2 separate regions of the Sus scrofa genome follow, and region 1 is linked to region 2. Evidence: chromatin contacts called from public Hi-C data. All regions are on one chromosome and are shown on one strand. Each heading gives the region's core, a stretch centred on a gene start, on an enhancer-like site or on the middle of the called end of the contact. The rest is flanking DNA. Distances are from core to core; before and after follow the strand shown.

Evidence for each region. A called contact is a pair of places that touch in the nucleus more often than the background predicts.
Region 1: a Hi-C map of liver shows a contact between it and region 2, with 4 times the contacts expected there. The contact joins the promoter of ZNF79 here to the enhancer-like site in region 2. A contact is called at or near these places in 1 of 5 promoter capture datasets (liver) and 6 of 47 Hi-C or Micro-C datasets (fetal heart ventricle, fetal liver, liver and 1 more).

Annotation. Positions count from the first base shown.
Region 1 is chr1:267,939,976-267,943,381 of Sscrofa11.1, reverse strand. ZNF79 (zinc finger protein 79) reads right to left here and starts at 1,429. Exons shown (of 5, transcript XM_003480610.4): 1 at 974-1,429. The coding sequence starts at 986.
Region 2 is chr1:267,858,188-267,861,380 of Sscrofa11.1, reverse strand. The region is part of intron 6 of GARNL3 (GTPase-activating Rap/Ran-GAP domain-like protein 3); the gene reads right to left. Among named protein-coding and RNA genes, the nearest start is that of SLC2A8, 65 kb to the left of the region's middle. Within about 2 kb of position 1,715, at least 10 of the 83 cell types and tissues checked have an H3K27ac peak or open chromatin away from gene starts, as enhancers often do. A contact at or near this core is called in fetal liver and liver, where this site is marked.

The sequences.
Region 1 (3,406 bases), core at 180-2,679, 82 kb before region 2:
CACTGAGCCACAACGGGAACTCCTGAATTGTATACTATAAAAGTGAACATTATGGATGTAAATTATATCTCAACTCAAAAAAATAGCAGAGGTAAAGCAGTCCTCAGAAATAGCTCAAAAAAAGTAAAGAGGTCCAAATACTGGTTTTAGTACAGACTTCATGTTACTGAGTTGTGTCTATCTGTACCTATCCACTGTGCTTATCTCCCTCTTTGGTAGTACGGGGAGACAGGTAACCCTCCTGCTTGTGTTCCCAGGTCTCTCAGGAAAGACAGCGTGAAATACTGGGTGTGAAATTGCACTGGAATGACAGAACAATTCAGGGACCCTTTGGTCTAGGGGAAGACGGCATTGCCTCAGTGGTTAAATTACATACACAACAGTTCTGTTCAGTAAAGCGTTCAAGGTGCTTTCAAAAATGTTATTTTATTTGATGCTTACAGTTCTTAGAGGTGAAGGAGGTAGTTAATGTTATTTTACCTTTTTCCTCCATGAAGAAACACAGGTCAAGAGACCCAGCTGATACCTTACAGCTTAAACAGGAATCCCAGCCTTCTGATTCTAAATACAGAGTATCCTCCACGGTTTCACAATCCAAATGGGTTGAACCCACCCTCAGTATCAGGTGAAGCCAATAGGCTCCCATTCCGAGCATCCCTGGCTACTTCAAGAGGGATGGAAATTCAGAAGCAATAGAGAGGCCCTGGGTACGTCCCATTGTCCTTCCTAGAGTCTATTTCTCTCTACTTTGCGATGCCATGGGTCCATCAACAGATCGGAGTAAAGGACAGGATACTCAGAGATGATCCAAGGCTGAGCTCCTCAAACTTTTTCGACCCTGGAATTCTTTATTCAAAAAAGGATCGTCCCCAACCACCTGTGGAAAGGATAACTACCAAGTTCTGATCCGGGCCACGCAGCTGTGTTAGTGGGCAAGCTGGAAGCCACAAACCGCTCCACCACTCCTTCTCACCTTCCTCCAGCATCTGGGTCCCACCTCGCGCCACCGCCTCCCAGCAGTTCTCTGAGCGTCAGCGTCGCTTCACTGCAGCCCCAACCCCGCTCTGGGCTCTTCTCTCAGGCTTCTCCCCTCACAGGCCAGGTCTGAGCCTGTGATGCTGAGCAAGGTCGGACCTTTCCAGCCGGGTCTCTCACTGTCGACTGGATCTCAAGCACATCACAGCATGAAAAAGCTGCCGCTGGGTACGCGCGAGAGAGTGCCCCCGGCTTCAGCGCGCTCAGAAAACTGCGGTCGCGGGCCTGGCTCTCGCGCCAAAGGGGGCGCGCTTGAATAGCGCCACTTCCGGTCATGCGCATAGGCCTCCCTGCCCCACCGGACTTCATTTCCCAGGAATCTCTGGGTTCCGTTTTTGGCCAAAACGTTTTTTTTTCCTCTCTCGGTTCCCGCACACCATCGTGCACCGTATTTCCCAGAGAGGCTTCCGCCTGTTCTTACTCCCAGACTCTATTTCCCATCATACTTTGGTCCACATGCCTTTCGGGTCCACTGAACCAATGGTCGGGGTCCTCTGAAACAACACGCGAATTAGCCGCGAAGGATCCTGGGAGCGGTGCTTTTAGCGCAGGCGCAGACAGACGCTAGCGCTAGTCGCCTGACTTTCCCTCAGTGATTTGTGGTCCGCGGAGCTGTGGCTTGCTGAGGTTCTCTCCCTTGTTCTTCAGCTCAGGGCTCAAACCCAGCCACCTCCCCACCTCCACGGTCCTCTTGATCCCCGCTGAGAGTTTAGGACGAGTAAAGGAAGTGGGGGCCCCTTGGTGTGAAGCAGTCTTGGAATGCTCAAAGTATAAAAACCTATCAGCAGGAAGGAGCTGTCTTCAGTAATTTCAGGGGCAGAAACACACTTTAATAGTGTTCGATCAGAACTCTTGCGAGAGGAGATAACGAATATTCTGTCTTTGGAGGCTTCTTTCCTGCACCAGGGGATATTTTAGTGGACTTCCTCAGATCATTGATGAAATTGCCCCATAAGCCTGTTGACAGTTCTTCACTAATCAATGTTCTGAAGACCGGTTTAGTTTTTTAGAGGCATTTTGACGTTAAGGAGATAAGAATGTGTTACCTGGGAAGCAGAAATGAGTTTGGGGGCCCTAGGCCTCGTCTTTTTGTACTGCCTCTGTCCTTTTCAGTTAGAGCTGGTAGTGTTTTTGCCAATATAATTGTAGGTTTGTGGGTAGGTCTTCTATGAATCTTAGGGGGATTCACCCCATTAGGCAGGCCGCACCCACAGATCTGTTTGGGATAAGCCCTTCTCTACTTTGGGCTTGTGTAATTTGGGGCTTACAACTTTAGAGGTCAGAAATCTGAGATGGATGTCATTGGGCTAAAATCAAGGTGTGTGCTGGGCTACCTTCCTCCTAGAGGGAGAATCTGTTTCCTTGCTTTTTCCAGCTTCTGGAGGCTTCCTGCATTCCTTAGTTAGAGGCCTCTTCCAGCTGTGTTCTGCCCGCACCCCAGGCCCAGCAGGTGCTAAGCGCATAGTGACCATTAGGAGGTACCAGGGGAGTTTCCCGCCTTAGTCTTGTGAACCCACCCATTGCCACTGGGAGGCAGCAGAGAGATTCATGCTTCAGCTGATGCAATTCTCCCTCATGGACACTAGGTGGCGTTAGGAAATGCCTTGCCTCAAGTTCTCAGAAGCCAGGATTCTCCTGGACGTTAGCTGTTCTTGGGAGTGGAAGATAGGGTGGATGTCGGCCGGCAGGGCACATTTTTATCCTCGGCTGGGTAAAGCACAGTTTCTGCTGCACCGGTCCTCTGGGAATGTTTCATCCTGCCCCACTTCGTCCTACGCCTGATGGTGGCCGGCGGGGCTTCTAGGGTAAATACGGGACTGCCAGATGGGGCTGGCTCTTGGTCGCTGAAGCATCTGTTGCTCTGATGGGAAGCCCCCACGAGCATGTAAGGGGACCTCTGAAGACTGTGTGTCCGCGGTCCTTGGTATCTATAAGTAGGTGCTGGTAGCAGTCAGAGGTTGGTATGGGTAGGAGTTGCTGATGCAACAGTTTCAAATATCCCCTTATGGAGCACCCGTCCAGCCTCACTCCAGCCTTGAATGCAGCTCCCCACCTCCACCGCAGCCTCTCACCCTCAGTTGCACAGCCTTCCCACCATCGCGGCTACGGTGATTGGGCACTTATTCAGTACTAGTCTCAGATCTAAGTGCTTTACATAATCAGCTCCTTTCATCCTCAAAACAACCCCATGAGGAAGACAGCATCGTTAAGGCCACTTTACAGGTGAGTAAACTGAGGCTTGGGGAGGTTAAGTGACTTGTCCCGGTCACACAGACAGTGCGTAGTACAGTCAGGATTTGAACCATACCCACTGGTTCTGACCCACTGTGCTGCACTGGCTCCCAGCCTCTGGATTACAGCGGAAAGTGGC
Region 2 (3,193 bases), core at 466-2,965:
ATCACGTTTATAAGAGTCCACACATTAGTGATCTCATGTGATACCTTCCTCTGACTTACGTCACTTAGTGTGCTAATTTCCAGGTCCATTTATGTTGCTGCAAATGACAACATTTTATGCTTTTTATGGCTGAGTAATATTCCTGTATATATGTACCACATCATCTTTATCCAAACCTGTTTATGGGCATTTAGGGTGCTTCCCAGTCTTGGCTACAGTAAATAGTGCTGCAGTGAACATGGGGTGCATACACCTTTTCAAATCATGGTTTTCTCCAGATATATGCCCAGGAGTGGGATTGCTGGATCATAGTCTGTATTTAGTTTTTCAAGGAGCCTCCACACTGTTCTCCATAGTGGCTGCATGAATCATTTCTTTAAATGCCTTTTTCTTTGGGTTTAGAAGAAACGCAGCCAGAGACGTGCAAGACATTTTCAAGCAGTAACTGAGCTATGTTACTGTCTAACAACAGATGTGTGCTCACGGCAGGAGTGAGGGAGGGCTGAGGAGCCCGTGTCCTTGGGTTTCCTGCAGCCTTCGGCACTGGTTTTGGGCCAACAGCGGAGCGACAACTGACCCCTTAGGCCAATGTTCTGCTTTGATGTGTTCAGCTCTTCACTGCCCTTCAGCTGGCAGCAAACACTTGCCCAGCCGTAGCACATAATCTAGGACCTAGAGAAGAGGCACTGGCACGTCTCAGTAGAAGGGGACTAGTGCTCCTTCTGCCCACCCCATGCTGCCTCCACGGTGGTCCTGGATCCAACTCCCACCTCCTTGACTTCTCTCCTACTATCCAAGGGTCATCCCCCCAGCACTCCTGTTTCTCTGGTATTTCTCGTGCCTTCTGTCTGGATGCCCCCTGCCCCTTTCTCCACTCTTTATGCGGCTAGTTCCCTTTCACCCCGAAGAACTCCTATTTTTCTTTTCTTTTTTTTTATTCTTTGGCCATCCTAGCAGCATGTGGAAGTTCCTGGGCCAGGGATTGAACCCATGCCACAGCAGCCACCCAAGCCACAGCAGTGATGTCTTTGCACCACCAGCGAACACTCTGCAGGTCTCTCTAAATGTCACCTCCTCAGGAAGCTGTCCCTGGACTATCTTACTGCGGCAGGTCTCCTGTGCTGTTCTGTCTTTGTTTCCTTCAGCGTGCTTATCACAATTTATAATGCAATATAGGTGCTATCTTTGGAAAGTAAAGTAAGCAAAAATTTCCCTTGCATTTGCTCCACTCTTCCTCCTCCAGTACCTGGTAACCCTCCTCGGTGAGGAGGTGAAGCAACTATTATTTCCTGAAGGGAGAAGATAGGACTGAGAAAATCTACTCCAGCAGGTAGCAGAAATGGGACACCGACCCTACCTTGGTGGAAGGAAGGAAGGAAAGGGAAGACAGGAAAGCTAAGGGGTTAGATGCTGGGGCCCTTGAGTCCTCCGAGGGTGCGACTTGATAGGGGTGGGGGTGGGGAAGCTGCAGGCACATCAAGGTAAGACCTGCAGGCATATGGACTAGAGGCTCACTTCCCAGGCAGGGCCTCCACAGGAATCCTGAAGTCCAGGTAGAACTTGTTTGGACACTTCGAGGGGCAGTAACTCGGAAGCTTCAAGCATGGTTGGTCAGCAAGATTAGACCTGAATGTCAGGCAATGCTCCCGCCTCCTCCTGTCTGACCCATTGCTGGCAGCTGATAAACCAGTGGGAAAGTACAGCGCTTCCAAGAGGCCCGGCAACCGGCAGAGACCTGGCACCAAGTCAGAGAGTTCACACTGCAGTGACCTCACGGCTGGGGCCATGGACTTCAGGCACAGGTGCTTTCCAATGCCCCCGCCCCCCAAAAGCCGCAGGACTCCAGTTACACCTAATGGTTCCTCCTCTGTGATAGACCAGAGAGAAGTCAGAGGGCCCATGTGGATCCCCAGTCCTCTTCTCCTGCCCCCGTAAGGTCTCATCAACACCCTCTTCATGCACCCGAAGAGTAACTTTAGGAGGAACAGACATCAGAGAGGCTGATTATTTGCCCCAAAGAGACAGAGTCATCCAAAGAGAATACGAGAGCCAGGAGAGACAGGAATACTGTAACAGGCGAACATAAAATAAGTAAGTTAAAAAAAAAAAGAAATGGAGGGAGCTGAAAACAATCTTCCTGGTGCAGAAGATAAGAGGCTTTGGATGAAGGCGCTATCACTTCTCAGTGGTGAATAAGGGGAAGGGACTCTCACGCCTGCACTCGGGGAAAACTGGCCCCCCTTCGCCAGCACTATCTTCTAACACCGAAGCGTAATCTCTGCTTCCAGAACAGCTATACTGCAGGCAAGACGGATCCTAACTGCAGTGGCATCGGGGTGGGGTGCCAGGGGGGCGGTTAGGGGTAAGGTCCAAACTTTTCTGTGGGAAATAATTCACGAGTAAGATCTAACTTTATTTTATAGCAGACTTTTACCTCAAACCTGCTTAAAGAAAGAAAATTTTTCTGAAACATAAGATAGCAGTTTATATAAATAGAGGTAGCAGAGTGCACTGGTTAAGCTGGACTTCAGTTCATTAATTATTAATCATTTAATTAATTCATTCAACAGATATTTATCGAGCTTCTTCTATGTGCCAGGCACTGGGCTGGCTGGTGGGGACACTGAGAATAAAGCAGTTATGTCCCCTATGTTCATGGAGCTCATGGTACAGGGAGAGGGACAGTGTGAGTCGAAGTACATATAGAGTTAATTATGCACAGTGGCGTCAGCTCAGCATGCAGTCTTGGGTTCTGCCTGATCTGCCACCTACTGGCATGTGGCCTTGGCCATGTCATTTAAGCTCCCTACACTGTAATAACACATGCCTTTGGACGACTTACCTGGCGTGCAGTAATGCTCAATAAATGTTTGATTTTATTGTTATTACTGTTACTAGTGTTAATTAACACAAAACGTTCCTAACCACCTGCAGGGGCTCCTGGAAATTTTTTCGGGGCCTTTTGAAGTTGCTCCGTTGTTGCTATATATGTGTGCATGCAGGCTAATGTGTATGTGCGTGTATAAAAAAAATTTCTGTTCTTTTAAGTGTCTGTATTATCTCCTTTCCAAAAAGATCTACAGAGGAATTTTGATATAGTATATGGCTGAGATAAAAATCAGCATACAATTATTTAAATAATTGGACTTTGACAAATGTACCCAACACAGGGGACCACTAAATAGCAGGATGA